Regions from separate parts of the Mus musculus genome. Here region 2 is linked to region 1. Evidence: chromatin contacts called from public HiChIP or PLAC-seq data. All regions are on one chromosome and are shown on one strand. The core of a region is the stretch at or near the end of the contact, and the rest is flanking DNA. Distances in the headings are between cores, read along the strand shown. Region 1 has its middle 5.7 kb from the start of Gm39595. Region 2 has its middle 74 kb from the start of Gm39595.

What was found. HiChIP or PLAC-seq counts read pairs in DNA pulled down with a chosen protein or histone mark.
Region 2: a BATF HiChIP or PLAC-seq map of CD8 T cells shows a contact between it and region 1, with 9 read pairs. The contact joins two enhancer-like sites. A contact is called at or near these places in 1 of 15 datasets of contacts at CTCF or cohesin (the NIH/3T3 cell line), 11 of 484 Hi-C or Micro-C datasets (CD4 T cells, CD8 T cells, the G1E-ER4 cell line and 5 more) and 7 of 115 datasets of contacts at active chromatin or transcription factors (CD8 T cells, bone marrow-derived macrophages, embryonic stem cells and 3 more).

What each region holds. Positions count from the first base shown.
Region 1 is chr1:13,424,835-13,431,291 of GRCm38.p6, forward strand. No RefSeq gene overlaps it. Among named protein-coding and RNA genes, the nearest start is that of Gm39595, 5.7 kb to the left of the region's middle. Within about 2 kb of position 1,752, at least 280 of the 459 cell types and tissues checked have an H3K27ac peak or open chromatin away from gene starts, as enhancers often do. A contact at or near this core is called in CD8 T cells, memory CD8 T cells and regulatory T cells, where this site is marked.
Region 2 is chr1:13,493,080-13,498,967 of GRCm38.p6, forward strand. No RefSeq gene overlaps it. Among named protein-coding and RNA genes, the nearest start is that of Gm39595, 74 kb to the left of the region's middle. Within about 2 kb of position 1,867, at least 21 of the 459 cell types and tissues checked have an H3K27ac peak or open chromatin away from gene starts, as enhancers often do. A contact at or near this core is called in CD8 T cells, memory CD8 T cells and regulatory T cells, where this site is marked.

The DNA of each region.
Region 1 (6,457 bases), core at 502-3,001:
AAATATCTGAATCCTGTGAAGGACATTTCTCACTCAAACCACCACAGTGTACACACACACAACACACTCAAACTACCACAGTGTATACACACACAACACACTCAAACCACCACAGTGTACACACACACAACACACTCAAACCACCACAGTGCACACACACACAACACACTCAAACCACCACAGTGCACACACACACAACACACTCAAACCACCACAGTGTATACACACACAACATATGAAAATTATTCTGGGCATTTGTCTCAGGAAAATGAAAATTGATGCTTACATAAAACCTATATACAAATCTTTACAATAATTTTACTTCTGACGACCGAAATTTGGAAGACAACTCACAATTCCTTCAAAAGATGAGTGATTAAACAAATAATCCATCCATGCATCGAATATTATTCAACAATGAAAAGGAGTAAATTACACACACACACACACACACACACACACACATATATATATATACAACAACTTTGATGAATCTCAATGAATTGGTAGCAAATGAAAAGTCAGTCTTGAGATGTATGGTCCCACTCACTACAACATCCTTGAAATGACCGCATTCAGAGATGGAAACGTATTAGTGGTCTAAGATGGTGGCCAGGCTTTGAGAGAGTAAGTAGCAAGATTGGTCTTCACGTGGACTTGGGATGTATCTTGACTGATGATGCTGACATGAACACATACACGTTATGAGCTTGCACACATACAAGCATGTAAGACTTAATGGATGCATAGAAGCCTGCTAGATTTTTTTACCAATGCACATTTCCTGGTGATAAGATTTGTGCTATAACTACAGGATGTTGCTTTCAAGGAGCCTGGACAAAGGGCATACATACTCTTTCTATATTATGTCTTATAACTATTTGGGAATTCCCAGTGATCCCAAAGGAGGAGTCTGGCAAGTGCTCGCAAGCTGGAGCTGTTTTAGGACTTAGAAAGGAAAACTGTACATACAATGCTCATCTTTGGCAAGCTTTCTGGGACTGTGTGAATCATCAGTGTCATCTTAGAGTCTGGAGGTAACCCCGGCGTGTGGTTTTTATAATTGGAGATCACACCATGAAGATGTACCCACCTAGATCCTGTCCTTTCAATTTGGAGTTAGCAGCCTTATTAATTTTTTCCCTCATTGGTGTCCATGAGCTGCACTAATGACTTCAGTAAATGTTTCTACTACTTAAGAGATTTTCTGTGAGACATTGAATGCTGTATTATGGGTGCTCTCTATAAATACTGCTTAAAATTAGATGGCAAAGGCTCCCAATTCACATCCTGCCAACTGTCTTACCACACTTTTCCCCCCCTTGCCTGTTTGCCTGCCATGCTATCCTCTATAATGAGTGAGTTACAGTAATTGTAGCTGGAAAAATCATCATGCAAAGTGGGGGGGGGGGGGGGCGGGGCGGGGCGGGGCGGGGACGGCTCAAAACCTGCCTTATTTTTAAATGAGTAAAGCTTCTGTCGGTTTTTTTTTTTTTTTTTTTTTTGGCCGCGTTTCAGCCTCACAGCGAAGTGAAAGAGCCAAAAGAGGCAGTGGGGTAACTGGCACGTGGGGGGTGGGGTGGGGGTAGGGTCGTGGCAGCATCAATTAACCGGATTTCATTTTCCCTTAATAAAGAAATTCGGTTTTTCCACAGCTAACTGTATAATCAATTTGCTGCCCCGCTGCTTTGCTAACTGGCTGTTGGCGCCACTTCAATACTATTGAGCCTAGCCTGTGGCCAGAGCTCGAGGAGGAGCCAGCGGCAGGGAGGAGGAACTCTCTGCCGGACTCGGACAGACTCAGACTCGGCCGGCCGAGTTGACTCCTTCCTGCAATTTCTCTGCGCTTTGTTTGCTCCCATCTTTCTTTCCTTGTTATTTTGACGCATGATCTCATGTAGCCCAGGCTGGTCTCACTAGTAGTGGAGATTACACGCAGGGATCACAACATCTGCTTTATGCAGAGCTGGGGACTGAACCCAGGGTTTTATGCGTGCTACACAAGTACTCTACCGGTTGAGCTAAATCCTGGGGCCTGAACTCTTTAGTTCCCCCTCCCCCATTTCCCCCCTTCTCTCTCCTCTTCTTTCTATCTACGTATTTCTTTTGAAATTGCCTGCGTATGTTTGTGCGAGCGCGGGGGTGGGGTGAGGTGGAGTGGGGCGTACGACAGGGGGTGGGGAAGTTCGCGCCTGCCAAGACATGGGTGTGGAGGTCAGGCAGATTGCTTGCTGCAGTCTGCTCTCTCCACTGCGTGGATCCCCAATGATTGAACTCAGATCATCAAGCTTGCTGGTGGCAAATGTCCTTTCCCCCTTAGTCATCTCATTGGCTGTCTGTCTTTTCTCTGTAGGGAGCAAGAGCTGGCTGAGATGCCCACTGCTTGCCTTAACCCCTTGAGCTCACGTGATCTTGCTGCCTCAGCCTCCTGAACAGCGGAAATGACAGGCAAACACAGTGGCTCTTTCATTCCAGTCGTAGAGAATAACTAATTTTACTTATGATCATTAGTGTGTTCGCTGGTACTTTTATGTCACCTTAGTAACTCTGATGCATCTGTGCCCTGCTGTAGGCCAGAGGACTTGGTTCCCTCCTCTATTGTTTGAAGCAGGGTCTCTCTTGTTTCTAAGGTTCTGTTTACTCAGCTCGCTGACCTGTGAGCTTCTAGGTGATTCCTCTGTCTTCACTTCGTGCCTCCTTGTGGGTGTTTGAGGACTACAGATGTGCACCACCACCTCTGGATTTTTTATGTGGGTTCTGGGGAATCTAACTGAGGTCAACGGACTTTAGTGTGCAAGGCTTTACCCACTGAGCCATCTTCTTGATGCTCCACGCGTCCCCATCCCTCTGGTATAACAGCTGACTCTGGTATAACAGCTGACATGGTATTAGAGCTGCCTTAATCACGTTCTGATGTCTGGTTGACAAGTTTAAAGTCTTCCATTTACTGTGGCTTTGGAGCACTCTGGAAGGATTTTAGTTTTATGGTATTATCTAACTATGTAGGAATTTAGAGTGTTGAGGAAAAAAAAAAAAAAAAAAAAACCCGTGTTTCCAATACAGTTGTTTCTGTGAGTGAAGCAGCTGAGTCTGTAGCAAATGCTCTTTGCAATCAGCACTTTCAAGTTATCCTTCTGTCGGCTTGGAGAGAGTGCAGAAAAACCACATTCTCTCCTAACTGCTGATTGTGTTCTTGCAGCCTGTCCCAGGCCTGCAAATTATACCCTGTACGACGGATCGGATCGCTCACTAACTCACTTGTAGTTCCACATTTTTCTCTCTAGCTTGCTGGATTACAAGACACAAGTTAAACTACAAGATAAACAAATATTATCTTTAGTCACAGAATCACCAGACAAAAAGCCCCTCAGAGCAAGCTGGCTCCACCCTCCTTGTGGCTATTTCTGCTCCTTATTCTGAAGGCTGCACTTCAGTTTAAGGACCGTGGACTTGGAAGGCCTGAGGAAAGCTTGAGTCAAGATGGCCAGGACAACATCTGTCTCTGTGCTGGGACCCTAAAAGCTCCCCTGATAGCTTTGTCATCTTTAGTCCCTCGAGTAGCAGGCCTCTGAGGATCACACACCTTGAGAGGTCATGGTGTAGACATGCACACTGAGCCTTCTAGCCTCAGCTGTGGATCCTTCCTGTAGTTCTCGGAGTCATTTTTCTGACATTCATACCTCTAACTGTAAAGTTGGCGCTCCATGTCTCTGTGCCCTCATCCCTCAGTGATAACTATATCACAGTTTGGAATGAATCCCCTCCAAACCTATTACAGTTTCCCACTTCCCCCTACCTGACTTTTCTTAGAGGATCCCTAAGATGGATTCTAGCGAGCTGAGATATTTGTCTAGTTCTCTTGTATTTCCATCTGGTGTGGGGCTTCTTTTCTTATGAGTTATACTCAAAGGGGTAATAAGACCTGGAGAGGTAAGAACACATGTCCCATTGACTGTGACCTGTGTTTCTCTGGAATCCCCAGGGTCAGTGTTCACCCTAGGCCATGTCTGCAATGGAACACAGCATTCTTTTTTTCCCCATGAACATACCCCATCTGTTGAATAGCCCTTCACTTTCCAATGAGATCTCCCTAAATAGACTTAATTAACAATTCATTCAATTGCCTTGAAATCAGAAATTCAAGCACACTAGAGGACTCTATCTCTGATCATAGGAAAACAAACATACAAGACAATCATGACTAAATTTCTGATTGGACATCATTAAGAATTGATTAAGAGTGGTGTTGTCACTTGATAAACACATTCTAACAAAGACTGTGTAGCTCTACAAATTCTTGGTCTGTCGTTTGTCCTCAAGACACAGAGCAGAGTCATAGCTCAGGTCTCATCAAACCATCTACCAGATGTCTAGATTGAGGGGGAAAGCATCTTGGAGACACTTGTCCGATGACCTTCAGACAAGCCACAACAAGCCCAGACAATCATTTCAAAGAAAAAAGAAAAAAAAAAAACTTTTCCAAAAAAATCCTGTAGGGAGCTCCCAATGTAGGCAGCACAGAGATCATGTCAATGCCTATGACAGTGGCCACGCCTCCTGTGTCCCTGCAGAGAGCCATCCAAGAGATGCTCAGTCCTTCCGAATCCACCAAACACTGCACAAGCCTCTGTGAGCCTGAAGGCTTCGGGCTCTGCTCCCGAGGCAGAGTCAGTTACAGCTTTACTTTCTTGCCCTGTTTGAACAAGATGCCACTGAGGCCTGAGCCTTTGTTCTTAACCTAGAACCACAGACTTCTAATACAATTCCTTGGCAAGCAGAATCTCAAAGAATCACCCTCCCTCCCTCCCTCCCTCCCTCCCTCCCTCCCTCCCTCCCTCCCTTCCTTCCTTCCTTCCTTCCTTCCTTCTATCCATTCATCCTTCCTTCTCTTCTTCTCTTCCTTTCTTCCTTCCTTCCTCCCTTTCTTTCTTTCTTTCTTTCTTTCTTTCTTTCTTTCTTTCTTTCTTTCTTCCTTTCTTTCCCACATTTTTATTAGATATTTTCTTCGTTTACATTTCAAATACTATCCCAAAAGTCCCCTATACACCCCCCTCCCCGCCCTGCTCCCCTACCTACTCACTCCCACTTCTTGGTCCTGGTGTTCCCCTGTACTGGGGCATATAAAGTTTGCTAGACCAAGGGGGGCCTCTCTTCCCAATGATGGCCGACTAGGCCATCTTCTGATGCATATGCAGCTAGAGACATGAGCTCTGGGGGTACTGGTTAGTTCATATTGTTGTTCCACCTATAGGGTTGCAGACCCCTTCAGCTCCTTGGGTACTTTCTCTAGCTCCTCCATTGGGGGCCCTGTGTTCCATCCAATAGATGACTGTGAACATCCACTTCTGTGTTTGCCAGGCACTGGCAAAGCCTCACAAGAGACAGTTATATTAGGGTCCTTTCAGCAAAATCTTGCTGGCCAATGCAATAGTGTCTGCGTTTGGTGGCTGATTATGGGATGGATCCCCGGGTGGGGCAGTCTCTAGACGGTCCATCCTTTCATCTTAGCTCCAAACTTTGTCTCTGCAACTCTTTCCATGGATATTTTATTCTCTATTCTAGGGAGGAATGAAGTATCCATGCATTGGTCTTCCTTCTTGATTTTCTTGTGTTTTGGAAGTTGTATCTTGGGTATTCTAGGTTTCTGGGCTAATATCCACTTATCAGTGAGTGCATATCAAATGACTTCTTTTGTGATTGGGTTACCTCACTCAGGATGATATCCTCCAGATTCATCCACTTGCCCAAGAATTTCATAAATTCATTGTTTTTAATAGCTGAGTAGTACTCCACTGTGTAAATATACCACATTTTCTGTATCCATTCCTCTGTTGAGGGACATCTGGGTTCTTTCCAGCTTCTGGCTATTATAAATAAGGTTGCTATGAACATAGTGGAGCATGTGTCCTTATTACCAAACTCAAAAACAAAAATCACATGATCATCTCGTTAGATGCTGAGAAAGCATTTGACAAAATCCAACACCCCTTCATTATAAAAGTCATGGAAAGATCAGGAATTCAAGGCCCATACCTAAACATAATAAAAGCAATCTACAGCAAACTAGTAGCCAACATCACAGTAAATGGAGAGAAGCTGGAAGCAATCCCACTAAAATCAGGGACTAGAGAAAGCTGCCCACTTTCTCCCTACCTATTTAATGTAGTACTTGAAGTCCTAGCCAGAGCAATTCAACAACAAGAGGAGATCAAGGGGATACAAATTGGAAAGAAAGAAGTCAAAATATCACTGATGGCAGATGATATGATAGTGACCCTAGAAATTCCACCAGAGAACTCTTAAACAGCTTCAGTGCAGTAGCTGGATATAAAATTAACTCAAACAAATCAGTGACCTTTCTCTACACAAAGGATAAACAGGATGAGAAAGAAATTAGGGGAAATAACACCCTTCACAATAGTCACAAATAATATAAAGTACCTCGGTGTGACTCTAA
Region 2 (5,888 bases), core at 617-3,116, 68 kb after region 1:
ACCCTCACCTACCCCTTTCTATCCCTGTGGCCCTTTGCTAATGCTAGGATCCTGCTTTCATGGGACCTTCTCTCCACTTTTAGAAAGAAACTTTTACTTTAGCTTCTCCTTTCTTTTCTCTCTTCCTTCTTTTCTTTTCTTTCTCTCTCTCTTTCTCTTTCTCTTTCTCTTTCTCTTTCTCTTTCTCTTTCTCTTTCTTCCTTCCTTTCTTTCTTTCTTTCTTTCTTTCTTTCTTTCTTTCTGTCCCTTCCTTCCCTTCCTTCCTTTCTTCCTTCCTTCCTTCCTTCCTTCCTTTCTTTCTTTCTTTCTTCCTTTCTTTCTTTCTTTCTTCTTCTCTGATGATATTGGGTGTCATTATGTAACTCTGTGACTCAGAATTTGCTATGTAGACCAGGCTGGTCTCAAACTCACAGAAATCTGCCTGCCTCTGCCTCTAGAGTGCTAGGATTAAAAGCATGCACCACCACATCCATCGGGGTCCTTCATTCTTCCTCTATGCAAGACTCAAATTATTTGATAGCTTGGATTATATATTAAAAAACAAAAAAATTTTTACTCTTTTTGGAGACAGAACTTAGCTATGCAGCTCAAGCTAGCCAGCTCCAATGGGAAAGTCTCTCGTGTGATTGCAAGCAAGTCTGTGCCACTCCTGGCATAGCTTACATTTTAATGATAAATCATTATGGAGATTTTGATCTATTTTATTACCACCATTCTGCTTGCTGCTCTATAAAACAGGAATGATAATATCATTGACAAGAGTCTTGCTGAAGATGAAAAACTCTTGTCGGAAGGGTTTACACCGTGTCTGACATAGAGACAGACACAATAAACATCAATTCCTATTAATAGCTTTTTCAGGTGAAGAAATTAAGGCAGGAAGATGGAATGACAAACATTTATGGACATCGTCCAGGAAACACTGGCTCTTGTCTCTCACATGCCGGCTCTTCCCTCACACCAGCTTCCCTCAGGAGCACCTGATATACTAGAACAGCCCCCTGCAGCCAAGTCTCTTCATCACACTGAAGGATTTCAAAAGATTACAGAATGATGCTTGCAGCTGCTGACTAGGAATCCGGGAGCATGTGTGCTTCCTAAGTGTGCTGGAGGATTACAAAACTGTTTGGGGATTTTTTTTTTTTTTGGACACCTTTTTTTTCCCATAGATTCTTCTTACACATTAAGATAACCATGTCACTCACAGTGGCCATGCAAAGAATCTTGTCTTCAATCAGCTCATTAAGGTAACTTTGGAAGGGAACGTTGCCAGCTCCCTCAAACACATGGCAAATGGACAGTAAAGGAAACAGTGAATTACTTCCATACGGCTCAAAGCAATGTGAAACAGTTTTGATTAATAACACATTCACTATAATAAAATTGCTTCCAAATCTGCCAGAGGACACCAACTTATCTGCTACATCTATTTCCAATTTGATTTTTCACTGTTTTGACTTAAAAAAAAAAAAGTACACTCACAACTGGTTCATTTGAAAAATGGTCTTTCCAGGGCAATTACTTGCTCCTACTTGCCTGTGCTAGCCCACAAAGAGCTGCTCCGAAGCTGATTTTACAACCAACTGCTAAGACATAAGCCCCAAACATTCAAAAGATGGCTTTTACTGCCTCAATCATTAATAAGTCATCTGCATATCCAAGTACGGGAGTAAGCATCAAAATGCTCCGTGTCCTTCTGCGCATGTCTCAACCTTGAGCCAGGTAGGTTAGGTCGTATCTTAAATTCTTTTCAAAGGGCTTTCATTGCTGTATAAAGGCTCAAATGAGCACCCCAGCGGTCAAGTTTCATTGTCTGGGAGCCGCGAGCACAGGTTGTTGCAGTCTGGTCACTCGGAGGAGGTCCCAGAAACCTACCCAACCCCAACCGGAAGCAGAAGCGGTGCTCCCTCTCCCTTCAAGAGCTTCTCTCCCCACCCCCTGCTTTTTAAAAAGGAGATAAAAATGAAAAGCTGACTGTCCTTTACTCTGCATTTTAAAGTGTCTGTGGGTATAACAAAACCATCTGCCACCTCTGTCCCTTACTGCCTGGAAGGATTCCCACCAACTTCTGCGAAAAGGCGGAAAAGGCGGCTAATCTCACAGTAATCTGCTAATCACGTTGTAATCAGTACTCCCAGGGGCTAAAGGTCTTCGGTTTCATGTTCTTGTGAGACAGCAGTTAGTAAGCCCTAAATCTTGGGTTTAATTCTTCTTAGCTTCCTAATTATTTCCTGAGACAAAGGCAGGCACTCTCCCAATAGAAGAATCCGGAGCTCTCTGGTTTGAGCTAGCACAAGAGATCACACTCATCCCAGAGTGAAATTTCTGATATCTTAACCATAACTTTCAATTTTGGATAATAAAAATAGATCTTTTTCTTTCCCAAAAACTTCTTCCCCTCCTCCTCTTCCTCTATTTGCTTATCCTTTACTTTCTTTTCCTTTTTTCTCCAATGATTTTTAAATTTCAGATTTATTTTATTTTATGTATGAATTTTGCCTACACATACATGTATGTGCACTGCATGCGTGTCTGCTGCCAGAAGAGATCAGAAAAGAGTCTCAGATGCCCTGGAATTGGAGTTAGAGATGGCTGGAAGCCACCACGTGGGTGTTGGCACCTGGACTCAGGTCTACTGGAAGAGCAACAATTGCTCTTAACAGATGAGCCACCTCTCTGGTCCCTCTTATTCTTTTCTTTAACCTGTTTATTTGCTTGTTTGTTTTTGCCTCAGCTTCACTTGCTGTTTAGCAACTTTGCTGCAAGGAGCAGCTTGTCCCCTGTGTGTCCTTAGAGTCTTGTTTTCTGACCCCATACTTTTCTTCCTAGTTTTGTGTGTCAAATCAAGGAAATTCTTCTGTAGTCCTAAGTTTTGTTTTGTTTTTTCAAGACAAGGTCTCTCTGTAGTCCTGGCTGTCCTAGAACTCACTTTGTAGACCAGACTGGACTCAAACTCAACAAAGATCCACCTCTCTGGGATTTACTCCTGCTAGGATCAAAGGTGTGCACCACCACTGACTGACTCTGCAGCCCTAATTTGGCTTCAAACATAAATGACTTGGATTTGGTTGAATGCTTTTTTTCTGCATCGATTAATATCATCATATGATTTATTTTAGTCTGATGGAATAAACTGATTTTCATCCTCTTGTGTTCTCTGGTATAATAGCTAATTTTTTCTTCATCACTTTGTCATTTCTTCTTCCTTTCCTTTTTTTGGTTGTGGTTGCCTGAAGGCTGCTCACCACACACTTCAGATGCTTGCTTAAATGTTAAAGGTTAAGTGGAGAACATTCATTTTCTTCTTTCTTACCTTTTCCTCTATCACAAGTTTCAGACTGTGTTATCATCTCATCAGGCAGTGGCTTTCTTTTATATGTAACACTTTAAAGTCTGTTTTGGGCCCTGATTAAATGCTTGCCTTGCTAGCATAAGGGAGAGGTTCAGATTCCAGGGAGTTGCAGCCCACAGGTAACCCTAGTGCTCAGGGCAGAGAAGGGAGCCCAGGAGTAACCCAACTAGCTGGACTAACCGGTTTGTGAGAGACTGCCTCAGGAAATCAAGTGGGGAGCTATTGAGGGAGACATCTGCTTCAACTTTGGGATACCACAGGCACACAGTGCAGGTATGGAGGCAACTCCATGCTATCTCTATAACTCTATATCTATCTATGCTTTTATTCTAAACGTTATTTACTTAGTTAATTAATGTATATCTTTTGCCCTCAGCTTCAGTGTAAATTTGTGACTTCAAAGTAAACAAATGGGGCCAGGCGTAGTGGCACACACCTTTAATCCCAGCACTCAGGAGGCAGAGGCAGATGGATTTCTGAGTTTGAGGCCAGCCTGGTCTACAAAGTGAGTTCCAGGACAGCCAGGGCTACACAGAGAAACCCTGTCTCAAAAACCAAAAAAAAAAAAAAAAAAAGTAAACAAATTAGAGATAAACCTTTTGCTCTTGGTTAAGTAACAAAAAAAATGGCCAGTGAAGGTAGTGTAATCCTGTAAATCTGGGAGGGCTGATGAGACAGGGGGATGATGAGTTCAAGGACAGCCTGAGTCACATAGTGACTTGTCAGTAAGTCACTAGATGGGTATTGATCAGTATAATTTTGGACTCTGACATCCTTTTTTCCTGAGTTCCAGTCTACAGTATATGATCCATTTTTTTCAAGAATAGATTTTATTTGTTTGTTTGGTTAGTTTTTGGAGACAGGAATTCTGTGTAGCTCCAACTGTCTTGTAACTCACTTTGTAGATGAGGCTAACCTTGAATTCAGATCTCCAGTGCCTTTGATCAAAGGCATGGACCACCACTGCCCACCTTCAAGCTTAGACTTAACAGTTGCGCTTCACTATAGTTGGAAGGAGTGTCATGGAGAGCGAAGACCTCAGAGATCTGAAGTTGCAGCACTTCTCAACAGGAATCTAGAACAGAATGACCTCAAAATTGGTCTCTGTGTCCTCTGTTTCTCTCCACTCCTGTTAGGGATCTCTTGAAGAACACACGGATTTTCCCCTCAACAGTTCAAGGGTCTGGATATTCAAGAGCTGAAGTTGTCACCACAGTTAATTTGTCAAGGGTATCACTTCCCCCACAACTCCACACCCTTTAGCTCTTACCTCTGATCTGCCTATTCCCCAGCCTGGCCCTAAGACAATCACTAGATAACTGACTTTTTTACTTTCTTTGGTCTTGACATTTAGTACAAATGGAAGGGTCTAGGTAGTGTTTGTGATTGACATATTTCACTAGTGTAATATTTTCAAGGACCAGTCAGCTCTAGTATGAATCTCTACTTCACCCTTTATTATGGTAGAGGCGTATGCTCCTGTATGGGGACGTGACAGCCAGGTCGAAGCTGATGGCGCCAGGTTGTTGCCTGCCCAGAGCCATCTCTAGTGCTCAGACCAAAATGATAATTTACACAGGTCTCTGTGATGGTTAAAGTCACGTAAGATGGAACGAGGCATCCCTTAAGGGCTGTTGACCTTTTGCTCTGGAAGGCCTGGGAGACCCTAGTGGCCTGCAGGTGAGATAAGATACGATAATAGGCTGTGAGGTATCAACAGCTGCCTTCTGGACTCTGTAAAGTCTGCTATTGCTATGGGAAAGAGATGGAATGGTCTCTTTATTACCATATAGAAGGAAAGTTAAAGAACTGAGGGAAGTAAACTGATTTTCCTGCCCAGTGTGCATTCCATCAACAGCTATAACACACAGCTGGTCCCATCTAAAGTGCCACTTTAATGCCCCCTTGTGCACTGCATGCTGTATGGCTCCTTCTGCTAGCAATAGGAATAAAACCATGCAATCTGAATTTGAATTGAACATAAATAAGTCTTTGGTTTTGAGTTCAAATCTACTGTGTGACTATACTGACTCATCACTTCTGATGGACAGTTGTGGATCCCCCTGCTTTCTGGTTGTCACGATGACCATTTGTTTATACACACACACACACACACACACACACACACAGAGCTTTCTTGTGTACATACATAGACTAATACTGCTTGAGCATGTAGCAATTTTGTACATTTTGAGGAATGCCACATGGTTTTTCAACATGGCTGCTAGAGTTTATATTTGTGTGAGCTGTGTGTAAAGGTTCCAGTTTTCACATTATGGTATTCACCTGTTGCTGTCACAGACCAAAGAGTGAGTGTAAGTGTTCATAGAAAAGAAGGTGCTAGTCCCAGTGTAACAGGGAAGAATGGTTTGTGTCTGTTAAGGTGTTTTGCAAAGGTTAATATCACAGAAGGCTTTTCTGCTAAATCCAGGGCTTTGGAAATCAACAGTCAGGTCTGAAAATGTCTGGAAGCTGGGAGACCTGAGTTCAAATGCATTTCCCCCTTTCCTTCCCTCCCTCCCTCCCTCTCTCCCTC